Linked DNA regions of Mus musculus: region 2 is linked to region 1. Evidence: chromatin contacts called from public Hi-C data. All regions are on one chromosome and are shown on one strand. The core of a region is the stretch at or near the end of the contact, and the rest is flanking DNA. Distances in the headings are between cores, read along the strand shown. Region 1 has its middle 260 kb from the start of Lmx1a. Region 2 overlaps Ccdc190 (coiled-coil domain containing 190).

Region 1 (6,498 bases), core at 2,195-4,694:
TTTATTTATCAGAGCAAAACTATTTTGTGTATGTGTATATGTGTTTGGTCATGTATATATGTATTCCGTGTGTGTGTGTGTGTGTGTGTGTGTGTGTGTAGGTCAGAGGTTAATGTCCAGTAGCTTCCTCAGTTACTCCCTTTGATGTCTTGTTTTGTTTGTTTTCATGGTGAATAATGTGTAGTTAAGATCAATAGCTGTTTGGAGTGTAGCTCAGTGCATGGGGCCCTGGGTTCAATCCCTAGCACCTCTAACTACAAGTCTATCTTTGGGGCTGGAAAGAAACTTCAGTGGTTACTATTGCATCCTGCTCATACAGAGGACCCAAGTTCAATCCCCAGCTATCAACCACCTGTGACCCCAGCTCCAGGAATCTAGTGCCCTCTTCTGGCCTCTGTGAGTGCCTGTGATCAATTGTGTAAACAGGTGGACACCACATAATTAAAATAAACCTTTGTTTTTTTAAGTAAAGAATTATCCGCGGGATTTAACTGGATTTCAGTGGAGCTGGAACTCCATTTAAGTGCTCCCAGATTTGTTGGCAATAGCTAGAGGACCATAATCAGGAGTCAGACGGACTTGTGCCTTCTTCTCCCCGCCAGCCTGATTGATTCTGGTTATTCCAACATAGAATTTCTTCCCAGCCTGGGGCTTATTGGCCTTGGCACCTATGACGAACAAAGTGTGTCATTGTCTTTGTCTGACATGGCTGACTTGGCAGTCAGGGGAAACTGGATGACGACATAGTGGTCGAGTTTGTTTTTCCTGGACATACTCTTGCCAAGGGCATTTGGACCACATCCAGAGTGGCCCTGCCTTGGGCTGCCAGAAAGTGGGTGACATGTACCCCTTCTCTTTTTTGTGACTGTGGACGTCTTTCTGCACCACTTTCTCGATCACGAGAGACTTTGGCTCGGAAGCTTTTGGTCTTCACTTTCATGGTTGTATTGGTCTCCACCTTAGTTTTGAGGCAGGGTCTCCCACTAAGCTTGCCAATTCCCCAACACTGCTGAGCTCGCCAGCCCCAGGGACTCCTCATGTCTGATGCCTCTGCTCTGCCCAACTGTGTATGCTTCTGAGAATCGAACTCTGGTCCCTATGCCTTTAGGGCAAGCACTTTAGCAACTGGGTCGTCTCCCAGCCTGGAAAAGTTATTTTATTTTATTTTATTTTATTTTATTTTATTTTATTTCATTTTATTATTCAGAGCATCTTCCAGATCTTAACATACTGTAGAGGCCTCAGCTGCCCGAGGTCAGGCAAGGGAAGGAGCCCTCACAATTGAAATCTGTCTCTTTTGTGTCTCACACAGCTCCTCGCCTAGGTTTCTATCCACATTTATAAGTGTGAAATGAGTGCGCAGAGCAGTTTCTGAGGTTTATTGGAAGAAACGGAGGCTGTGTAAAAAGCACAGACTGGGAACATGATGCAAAGTGGGAAGAAGCAGCTACGGTTCAAGGTCCTGGGTTCCTCAGGCTGGGGAGGCAGAGAGGCCCAGGGCAGAGACAAAATACTTGGGAAGCTCGAGGCTCCGCTCACGACCAGGTGGACCGCTCATCGTGGTGGATGCTGAAATGTTTACTATACAAACAAACACCCAAATTTGCTTTTATTTTATTTTCTAATTTCATCTGTTGCGATGCTTCACACTGCACACTTTGCTTAGAGCAGGTTAATTGCAGGATTACAAGGATGTGCGGAGGCCAGGGATTGATTATGCATGGCTCAAGCCTCCTTTGCTAAAGGAAGGTCATTTCATAATCTAAAACCATCAGCCCCTGCTGTTCCCCAAGAACTGTACCAGTTCCATTCCAAAGGTTTGCCTGCTTTAGACATAGGAAGTAGCCAAAGAAGCCCCACCCACAGAAGCTAGAGACCAGAGGTAATCAGCAGCTTCCACAGACATAGAACACCACTAAGTGTCTCCCTCATTCTTTCTTTTCTCCCAGGCTAGGATCTACCCAGCTAGCTCATGGTTGAAACCAGCTTGAAATTGACTGGCTTTTGTAAGGTTTTTGCACTTTGTTGTAGCTTCCATGTCTTTATCTCCAAGGAGCTTTTGGCAATGTCTGGGGGCACTCTGACACACATTTGTCAATAATGAAATAGGTAGGACACTATTGGCATTGAGTGGGCCAAGTCCGCGGGTGCTGCTTCGGAAGCCATATGCAAAACAGCCCTGAAACAAGAAAATATGAAGAGGAGAAGAGGTTGGAATGCTCAGTGGTCAAGAGTACTGAGGCTCTTCCAGAGGTCCTGAGTTCAATTCTCAGCAAACACATGGTTGCTCACAACCATCTAAAATGTGATCTGATGCTCTCTTTTGGCATGTAGGTATACATGCAGATAGAGAACTTATACATAAAATGAATAAATAATAAATGAATAAATCTTTAAAAGGGGGTACCTGGAGAGGTGGCTCAGTGGTTAAAAGCATACTGTCTGCTCTTCCAGATGTCTTGAGTTGAATTCCCAGCAACCACATGGTAGCTCACAACCATGGGATCTGATGTCTTCTTCCAGTGTGTCTGAAGACAGAGACAGTATACTCATGTACATAAAATAAATAAATCCTTTGGAAAACAAAGAAAAGAAAATACTCGGCTCAGATATCAACAGTAAGGAACATTAGAAACCCTGGTTTGACTGGAACACGGTCAGGTTTATTTCTGTACTGTATCTAGCTTCTACAATATGCCATGACAATGATATTAAGCAGCTAAGACCAAAATACTCTGGTCTCCAAATCCTGTCATATTTTCTGCCTGCCCCTATCTGACAGAAGTGCTATGGTCCCCGAGACCTAAAACATTTCTGTCTGTCCCAGGAAAATGTTTCTGATTTGAATCGAGAGCATCCTTTAAGAACTTCACACAAACAAGAAAAAGAGTATTCTGAAAATGTGTCTCGCTATATCAAATATCCCTCAGCAATCCGTTGTTTCTACCACATCTGGTGTTGTATTTTAGTTCCATGGCTTTCCCATTACCCCTCTATCATATCTTTTTTATTCTAAAGCCTCTTCCAGGCACTGAGCTAAGCCTGCTGCCATTAGAAGGCTGTGTGTTTCCTACTCCTTGGGGGGCCTGTAGCCCAGAGGGGGAGGCGGATATTAATTAAACCATCACCCTAATGAATGTATGATGACAAACCATGATCAGAACTCAGAGGCGGGAGACAGCTCTGATGACAGTTGACTGGGGCTCCGGGCATATGGAAGTTAAGTAGACTAAGACTGTGTGAATGTGTTTGTGGTGTGTGTGTGTGTGTGTGTGTGTGTGTGTGTGTGTGTGTGTGTGAGCTGAATATGTGTATGGGGAGGAGTGGGGGGTTAGCTTGGGGAAGAGGTGGCTCTGTGAGTCCGGCAACCTGGAGGAGAGTGGAACACTGGCGGATGAAGGATCCAGCGATGTGCTAGTGGGAAGTTGGTGAGGACCCAAGAAAAACCACGCAAGCCAGATGGTGTGCTGAGTCTTATCCTAAGAACGTCAAAGCAGAGAGAAGCCACTGAAGGATCTGGGAGGAGACTTGATCAGATTTGCATATGAAGTTCCTAGATTGTCAGACAAGGGAGAAAAAGTTGAGCTCGTTAAAAACTGAGCTATTTTGAAAACAAGTTAGCTGATTGATTAACTTTTAAAGACCCAATTAAGCTTTTGTGTCATCGTTTCCCGCCTTTATACCTGACAGAGTTTGAAAAGGGGCCACGTTCAAATATGATCGTCTTCCTTTTCAAAGAAGCAGGTTTCTGAGCAGAGGTGCAGCTGGAATTTACCCGACTGCGATTTCTAAGGTCATATTTCCTTTGAAGATCAGTTGAATATTTATGTGTGTGTGTAGAGGTGTTGGTTTTTGATGTTGCTAACATTTCCAATTCTCATGGTGAGTTCAAACTTCTCTAAGACTTTTAAAACATGCTTGCCAAAGAACCAGAATCGATAGCTCACCAAATAAATTCTCTGTGATGTCGACCATTTTTTCCTGTGCATATTGTGTTTTTTTTTAAAAAAAAAAAACAATTTTAATTTTCCTCTTCTCTCCTCTGCATGGTGGATCGTAGCTATTGCATTATGTTTTATTACTGTCTGGAACTTGTCTTTTATCAGTAAGGCCTTTGAAGATTCAAGTCCCAACCTTTCTTTGTGAATAAACTCAACCCAATACTCCACTGTGTGGGTTGTGAATTGGTATTTGTTACCTTGAACTTGTGACCTTCCTTTCTCAAACAAGTATTTCTACCCTAGATCTGGTGTTTTCAAAGCCCAGTACAACTGACAACCTGGATTGTACACAATGTTGCAGTGGTCCTCGACCTTCCTAATGCTGCAACCCCCTTAAATACAGTTAGTCATGCTGTGGTGACCCCCAACCAGAAGATTATTTTCATTGCTACTTCATAACTGTGATTTTGCTACTGTTGTGGATCGTAATGTAAATATCTGATATGCATGTAGATGGTCTTAGACCACCCCTGTGAAAGCATCATTTGGTCTCCAGAGGGGGTCCTGACCCACAGGTTGAGAACTATTGTTTCAAGGGACCATAGTAATACTTACTTGTGTATATAGTTTCGTGCTTGTGTCCATGCTGCAGAGAGGAAGGCGACTAGTTGCCATAGTGACCAGAAAGGTACAAGTCTAAAATATTTACCATGCAGCCCTTTATGGGAAAACCTTGTAAGCCCCATTCTAAAGAACATTTGCAGCTATTCCTATTCCTCTTACGTATCTAGTAGTAGACTTAGTAGCTGCTGTGCAGAGTGAGCACCCTTGCCTTGCTCCTGAAGCCTCTGTATTTTCCTGCAGGTTGGATAAGAGCATGTGGAGGAAGGACCTGCTCTCCTCAGCAACACTTCGCTAAGCTAAGCATTTCATCTGCGTTGTCTCTCATAATCCTTATCACAGTCCCGTAAATTAGATACTATTATCGTCACTTTGCAAATGAATACATTTACAAGCTAAATAACTCACAGGACTTGTAGGCAGCAGAAATGGGAACTTGATTCAATTTCTATCTTTGCTTCTGGACTCTGAGTGGCACAACTGTGGTGAATTGGTTAACAAAGGGAAAGCAGGAAAGAGGCTTCGGAAAGAGACCCTTGTTTCCTGTAATGGATGTAAGGCTATTAGCTGTGTAAACGGAGGCACGGCGTGGGTGCCAAGGCTGTTCAGAAGCCACTGATGGCTTCTATGGTACCCGACGTTCATTCTCTTCTGGAGAGGTTTTAGTTGCATCCTGAAGGGCACATGAGACAGAACCGAGTCTAGGAAATCATTTGACCTGAGTGAAGTTCTAACATGGGCCATATTCAAATCCCTTCTTCACGGTTGCCAGAACATTCCATGGGAATGCAGAATTACTAAAGAAACCACTCCTTCCCAGCCCCATCTGTCAACACTGGAATATTTGCACTTCACAAGCAGCCTGTGCGGCCCATGAGAGCATTGCTGCTGCCATCACAGGGCTGCCAGCACTAGCGCCTAGCCCTGAGATGCTGGGGACTTCTTCCCTGACATTCTGTGGCATTGCCTGCAGCAAAGCTAAACCCTTGATCAGCTAGTCAGGCTGACTTGACTGCTGTAGAACGCATTGGATGGACCTTTCTGAACCCAAGTTCCCCTTGTTCCCGGGTGCACAAACTGATGTGCGCAAACAAATTCATGTCAACTCTCAGCTGCCCTACTCTAACAGGTTCTTTTCAAAAGAATATGGTATTTGATGTAATTGAAATTCTTACTTTCCCTTGAAGCAATTTGTTTGAAAAATAATATATTTTTTAAGACTCTTCAAAAATGGAATAAAATTACTTTTTACTCTAGGGTTTTCTTTGCTCTGTGATAAATGAAGTATTAACTACGATAGCTATTAGCATCCCTGGTCTACAGACAGGTCACTACAGTTGACTAAGTTAAAATAAATAGAAAATTTAAAGTCCCCAACTATAAAATGAATTGCCCAACAGATGCAGCAGGCTCCGAAGGAATCATTGAGTGCTATTTAGCTAAATAATATCCGTGCTAACAAGTCCCACAAAACAGATTTCTGTGACAATGTTCATTCTACAATGGCCCTAAACACACATCACACCATAAGGATTCTATCAGCTAATTAATACAGGGTGAGAGCTTTAAACAGAGAAATTAACTCAACAGGAACCTTATAACTGATAGCACAACACAGCACAAGGAGAACCCTTAAGTCTCCACTTGACTTTGGCCTCTGAGCACAGGGACCTCTCCCCCTCCCCTCCCTCTCCCTCCCCCTCTCCCTCCCCTTCCTCCCTCTCTCCCATCTTCCCTATCCTCCTCCTCCCCTTCTCCCACCCCTCCCCCCTCTCCTGTCCTTCAGCATGAGCAACGAGGAGTCCTGGCTTCTCAATCAGTCCTAATCTCCTGAGGGATGCTCATTCTTGCAATATGTTTTGAAATCTCCATTGTGTACTAGACATGTGACACATGCAACTCATGGCTCCACTGTCTTCAATCCTTTGTGGTACAT
Region 2 (6,498 bases), core at 2,804-5,303, 2.0 Mb after region 1:
AATGGGCCCCCACTTCCAGTCCTAAGGAGTAATTTACTGGGGGAGGTGGGGGAGGGCACAGCCCCCGCCTCACGGTGGGATGCTCATTAACATTATCAGGTAGCTGCGTGTTTATAAGATCGATATAAAAAGAAATACCCTGTGCTTTTATGAATCCCATTCAAAAATATTCTCAATGCTAAAATGGAGTTATTTCTACGGTAAGGAAGGAGCCCCCTGTTCCTGTTAGAAGGCTCAAGGGTTGTATGAGCAGAACCTAGGAGCAGAAGAGAGAGGTGATGCAGGAGAGGGAAGTTGCCAAGTGATGCGTGGCTGGGTACCAGCTGACCATGCTTAGCAGAAAGGAAGAGTGTGTGCAAAGGGATAGACAAAGTATAGTTTGCCACAAATGGTTCCGCATTGCTGAACTGCTCATGCAGTTTCTGAACCCGTACTAACCAGGCAGCGACTCCAGCCATAGCTTCACAAGGGTAGACCCCATCCTACAGGGGCTGGGTGCAGGGGATTCCACGTTCATGGTTTAGAGATACAGTTTCTGACTACAGTGCTTATGAAGGAAGAAAGGAAGAAAGAAAGAAAGAAAGAAAGAAAGAAAGGAAGGAAGGAAGGAAGGAAGGAAGGAAGGAAGGAAGAAAGAAAGAAAGAAAGAAAGAAAGAAAGAAAGAAAGAAAGAAAGAAAGAAAGAAAGAAAGAAAGAAAGAAAGAAAGAAAGAGGGAAGGAGGGAAGGAGGGAGGGAAGAAGGAAGGGAGGGAAGGAAGGAGGGGAAGGGAAGGAAAGGAAGGAAGGAAGGAAAGAAAGAAAGAAAGAAAGAAAGAAAGAAAGAAAGAAAGAAAGAAAGAAAGAAAGAAAGAAAGAAAGAAAGAAAGAAAGAAAGAAAGAGCAAGCTTGGGACACAGCCAGAGTAGACCTGATAGAATTCCAAATGTAGGGTTTGATGTAAAAGGCTTGAACTAGAATCTTGGCAGGAGAAAAAAATGGGACAACCAGTCTTTCAAGACATTGAGAAAGTAGAATCTATCAGGGTTCCATGACGTGATGCAGCCAAGCATAAAGGAAATCAGAGTAAAGTGCCCTGCTCAAGGTAGTCCATCGAAGGTACAGGGCTAAACGGGATAACTAGGCAGATACAATGCCATGCCATTATGGTGAAGACAGCGAGAAAGGTGAAGGCACAGAGAAAAGATATATTCATTTCTGAGCCTATTGGCTCTGCCGTCTCAACTGCAGAAGAGTGGGCTGCCTGGAGAGCTAGCAAATCCTTTTTTAATATTTAATTAAACACCTATAGCTTATTGAAAATAGGTTAAAACATAAAAGTGTCTCGATCTAGCCCTAAGGAGACAATAAAGCAAAGGACTCAAAGAAGTGACTCCAAGAGTTTTATGTGACATCCATGGCCCTTGTGTGGTTCTGAGCCCTTATCCCTGGTGCCCAATACATTCTAACCACAACTGGTGCTTCTCAGGAGGGGGTGGTGGTATCCTGGCTTTTGTTTGGTGGTGGCAGTTTGCTATGTGTTTGGTTGATATTCTTGGCACAATTTCTGGTTTGGGTTTAGTAGGGAGGCAGTTGGCCTAGTACTCAGGTTCGAATCCAGGGCTTTTTGTATGTTTAGCAATCTATCTACCACTAAACAACACCGCCAGCCTTTAACCACTCTAACTTGAAGTGATTCTCACTAAAACACAAAGCAATGCAAGATTTTCCATTCCAAATGACTCAGCCTTCAATGCCTTGAAAACTAATAGAGTCAGTCGGTGTGTTCTCTTCAGCTGTGACTACTGAGGCCCGGAACATCACCTGGAAAAATGCAAAGTTCACGGATTCCTGGCCTCAGGCAGTTGCAAACCTTTGCCACGGGTAGAAGGCAGGCACACAACTGTAGTAAACAGACAAAATGTTCACACCCGGTTATTTTCTTTTTTAAACACTTGTGCCTGCCAAGTAACGCATTAGAACAAAGCCCACCGGGCCTGAGGCAGTTGCAACATCTGATCTTGGTGTCTAAATCCTCTCTGACATGTTCTAGGCAAACAGTTGGACCTGTGGAACCTTGCTGTTCCCATCCACTGTGTCAGAGTATTGCAACACGTGAAGGGAGCCCAGCATCCTCACATACCAGCTCTCTGAAGCCCCAGTTCTGGGTGTACAGTTTCCTCTCTCACTGTACTCATTTTCTAGGGCTGCACAGCAAAGTGCCAAAACCACACAGCTCAGTCCATGTGCCTTCACTGTGTCAACATTTGAAGCTTAGAAGTCAAAATGGGCATGTGAGCAGGGCTGGTTTCCTTGGGTGTGACACAGGAGCAGGCTTTCTCTTTGATGTGTAGACGACAGGTCCCTTCACGCTGCCCAATCTGCGTGTCTGCTCAGATTTGCTGTTGCCATAGAAACCCCATCACAATGGCCAGGACCTACCATAATGTCTTCATATTAATTTTATCATCTCTACAAAAAGCCTGTCTGCAAGCAATATCATAATACTAAGGATTAGGACCCAACGAATGAAATTTTGCATAATTCAGTCCACATTATTTTATTTTATTTTTAACACATTAACTTACTTTAAACTGTATTTTATTTATGTGCACATATGTTTGTGTGGATATCTGAGTGAGTGTATGAGCACATGTGTGTGCAAATATGGACAGAGACCAAAAGAGGGTGTCAGGTCCTTTGGAGCTGGAGTTAAAGATGTTTGTGAGCCCTGGATGTGGATCCAGACTCTTGGTCCTCATGATTGAGCATCGGAGCGCTCTTATCAGATGAGCCATCCTTCCAGCCTATTGTTTGATAATTATTTCTTAGCAGATATCATCAAGAAAAGGTTCTCTTCTTATGTGGGGCATGAAATTCAAAAGAGATCGAAAGATGTTGTCACATTCTTGCCACCAACAGGACAGAGGCACGCAGTCCCGGAGCCTAAAATTAGGTAAGTATATGATTAAGTGCTTAGGTAGACACTGGATCCCACTTCCCCACCAATCTCTCTAAAGCATGTCCTCCATCTGAGGAGATTCTTCCTTCTTCTTCCTAGACAGACACACTCCTGCCCCTCTCCCTTCACCCTCCACCCTCCACCTTCCACCCCTTCTCACCCACTTTACCACCTCAACTGAAACCACACTGAAGGGAACCACAGTCTAAAACCCAGAAAGGTAGCCAGGCAGCGCTGGCACAAAGCCTTTAATCCCAGCACTTGGGAGGCAGAGGCAGGTGGATTTCTGAGTTTAAGGCCAGCCTGGTCTACAGAGTGAGTTCCAGGATAGCCAGGACTACACAGAGAAACCCTGTCTTGGGAAAAAAACAAAACAAAACAAAACAAAACAAAACAAAACAAAACAAACAAAACAAAACAAAACAAAAAACAAAAAAACTCAGAAAGGACTAAGTAGGAGCCTCTAAATTTTTCAAAGATGTTTATTTCTTCCTTTTCATCTCTTCCCTCAACTCCCCAGAACACTGAAAAACAGTGTTACCCAAGAAGTTAAAACTAAGATTCCGGTGCCCTCTTTACATGACCCTGTCCTCAAAGACACCCTGAGAAGCCAAGAGCACCTTCTATCTCACGGTGAGAGAACCAGCTGCTTCAAAGAAGGAAGCCCACAAGGCCAGGAGGGAGAGCCCACGAATCCACTGAAGGGCGTGGACCCCAGCAAGGATGTCTCTGTCCCATGTCATGACCAAGAGCTGTCCACCAACAAGACAGAAGACAGTGGCGTGTCCAGCCAAGATGGTGAGAGAGGGTCAGCACCTGCTAATGAGACCAGATCTGAAAATGCCAGTCAAAAGCCACGTGGAGATGCTGATGTACAAAATTCCCCCAGCTCCGTGGACTATGCAGGAAGCTTCAAAGATGAACGCACAAAGCCATCCTTCCTAGAGCTGTTCGAAAAGGCCAAGAATGCTCACTATGTCCGCCACAGGGTGCCCCCCGAGTCTGAGAGATTACTTAGCATCGGAGAGATATTTGGACACAAACACTACTCACTCCCCAGAACAGGGGAAACACTGTGAAAATGGTGCCAAGTCCCTTCCTCTCTGCCTGTGTAATGTCGCCTGACCAGAAGATATTCTGTAATCACTATGGAAACGAGACCCTTCAAATAGCTGCCGTAGCAACGCACAGAAACAAGCAGAAATGCAAAATAAGCTTTCTTTTGCAACCTCGGGGACCCTGCCCTTTTGTTTGGTCTTCCTCCTAATAAACAAGGCCACTATGAAGAGGAAGGAGAGGGAAAATACTATGAAAATATTTTAAGTTGCGAACCTGGGCTTATTTTGAAGAAGAAAGTCTTGTTTGTCCGAAGCTCTGCGATGCTTAGAGTGCCACCTGCTGGTCAAATGGCATAGCTATTTGCCTAGTTTTCTTTGAGGTGGGGGGGTGGGAGGGGTGGGGAGGGTGTTGCATGGGAACTCAACTGAAATCACGTACGGTGACCTGGTCTCCAGATAAAAGCTGTTCTAGCCACAGCTCTGGTCTCCTTTTGAAGCATCTCCTCTCTTCTCCCTTTTGTTTCTCTTTCCTTCCCTCTCTCCACCCTCCCTCCCCTCCTCTCCCCTTCTCTTCCCTCCTTTCCTTACTTTCTTTCCAAACAGTTCCATTGGGTTTCTCTTTCCCAGTTTCCACATTAGTATCAAACATTTTTGGGTCCTAATGGAACTAATCTGTGTCCTTCCGTCTTCTCCCTACTCAAAATATCTTACGACCTGCTGCACACTTACAAACCTATGCCAGATTCAGTCAATAACAAACCGTCTCACAGTAAAATAAGGATAATTTCCATTTTAAAGTCATTGTTTTAAGCGAGTGTGATGCCACATGTTTATAACTCCAGTATCCCGGTATTTGGGACGCTGAAGCAGGAGGATTAACAGAGACTAGTGACACAGTGAAACCCTGTCAGGACAAGCTCTCTTAGGAAAACAAAGACCACTGGTTTAAGTAGGTCAGCATAGCCTGGGTCCCACTGAATGAACTGAGTAAAACTGGTCCCCTACCTAGATGGCCTGAATTTCACACTTAAAACAAATGGTGTCATTTGTCATCAGAAAACAGCAGCTCACAGCTAATCCATTTAAAATCCTATTCCTCGCCTAATAATACACCAAATAAAAATTTCACGTTTATCGTTTATAGTGACTTCTTTAGAAAAACTATCTTTTACTTTTAAGTCCAAGATCAAATAGCAACTGTTAAATTCAAGTTTTCAACCCTATAGCAAACTTGGAAACCAAAAGGATAAATTCAGGACTTATATATTTGTTTTGCAAGTATTTGTTTACTTTGAATTAGTTTGTTTCTTTTTTCTTTTTGGTTTTTTGATTTTTTTGATTGATTGATTGATTGATTGATTTTGAGACAGTGGTTAAACTTGCTGTCCCAGGTTGGCCCTGAACTCCCAGGTTCAGCAATCCTCCTGCCTCACCCTCCTGAGAAGCTGGCATTGTAGGCTCTTACAGTTAAGCAGACATATTTGTTGCAGTCTACCTTGAGGACATCTTGAAGAACTAGAAACTATTTATATCGAAAATGATAAAGGACCCCATCGTCTAATACTAAAGCTCCTAGGGGTTAAATTAATTCAAATTTAATGACAAAGTATGAATTAATTGTGTTTAGTTTAATAACACTATTTAATTCCCATTTGCGATGCCTGGTGTTTAAATCCATAACTCATAATAGCTCCCATTTTCCAGCATCTCCTGCTGTCCAGAGCTTCCCACACAGCATCCCAGTTGTCCTCAGAACTCTGCAAATGGTTTTTCTTTCAGTCTTCATTAGATAAACAGAGCCAGGCAGAAAATGTCCTCTGAGTCAGGTCTGCACACTGCCCTCTGTCACACTCCCTCTATCTACTGTGCTACCTCTTGGAAAAATCAGTTTTTTAGCCCAGCCTTTGGCCTTCAATGGCAAGGCAATAGTTTATAGTAGAAATAGCATTTTTTTTCTTTTAGTGTGTCCTTTAATGGGGAAGGCAGGTCAGGGGCAAAGGTCAATGGTTCACAAGTTGTTTACACTAGTCATGAAGGCAGGGGCTCCTAGAACAGAGAACCACCTTTGCAAAATGCCCAAGGACTGGGGAGAGATCTGCTCACAAATCTCCACTCCCTGGTGGAAAGGGAGCTTTCTCCTTCACTGTATTACCCTAATGTCTTCTGTGTGGAGGGCATCTACTCTTTGCCTGGAGGTAGAGGCGTTTGGACACTCACAGAGGTGGCGACTGAGCCCCTCTCGACCGGCCCTAAGCTGTAACACAGAAACTCCATCAGTTCTGCAAGGAAATTTTAAAGTGGATCAAGAACAACATGAGGTGGCATCGATGACTCAGTAAGGAGCTTGCTGTCCAAGCACAGAGACCTGAGGGCAGATCTGTCATCTACATAAAAGCTTGGTGTAACCAAACATACCTGTAATCCTAGCTCTGTGGGGAACGGGATGCAGGGCACAGAAACGGATCCCAGGGCTAACTGGTCGTCTGGTCTGCCAGAAATAG

The links. A called contact is a pair of places that touch in the nucleus more often than the background predicts.
Region 2: a Hi-C map of cortical neurons shows a contact between it and region 1, with 11 times the contacts expected there. The contact joins two enhancer-like sites. A contact is called at or near these places in 4 of 39 promoter capture datasets (cranial neural crest, embryonic stem cells, hippocampal neurons and 1 more), 15 of 484 Hi-C or Micro-C datasets (the AtT-20 cell line, cerebellum, cerebral cortex and 6 more), 1 of 115 datasets of contacts at active chromatin or transcription factors (astrocytes) and 1 of 9 other capture datasets (embryonic stem cells).

What each region holds. Positions count from the first base shown.
Region 1 is chr1:167,942,612-167,949,109 of GRCm38.p6, forward strand. No RefSeq gene overlaps it. Among named protein-coding and RNA genes, the nearest start is that of Lmx1a, 260 kb to the left of the region's middle. Within about 2 kb of position 3,445, at least 13 of the 459 cell types and tissues checked have an H3K27ac peak or open chromatin away from gene starts, as enhancers often do. A contact at or near this core is called in cortical neurons, where this site is marked.
Region 2 is chr1:169,930,183-169,936,680 of GRCm38.p6, forward strand. It overlaps Ccdc190 (coiled-coil domain containing 190), which reads left to right. Exons shown (of 4, transcript NM_001033185.2): 3 at 2,813-2,933; 4 at 3,460-4,471. The coding sequence ends at 4,018. Among named protein-coding and RNA genes, the nearest start is that of Ccdc190, 4.5 kb to the left of the region's middle. Within about 2 kb of position 4,054, at least 50 of the 459 cell types and tissues checked have an H3K27ac peak or open chromatin away from gene starts, as enhancers often do. A contact at or near this core is called in cortical neurons, where this site is marked.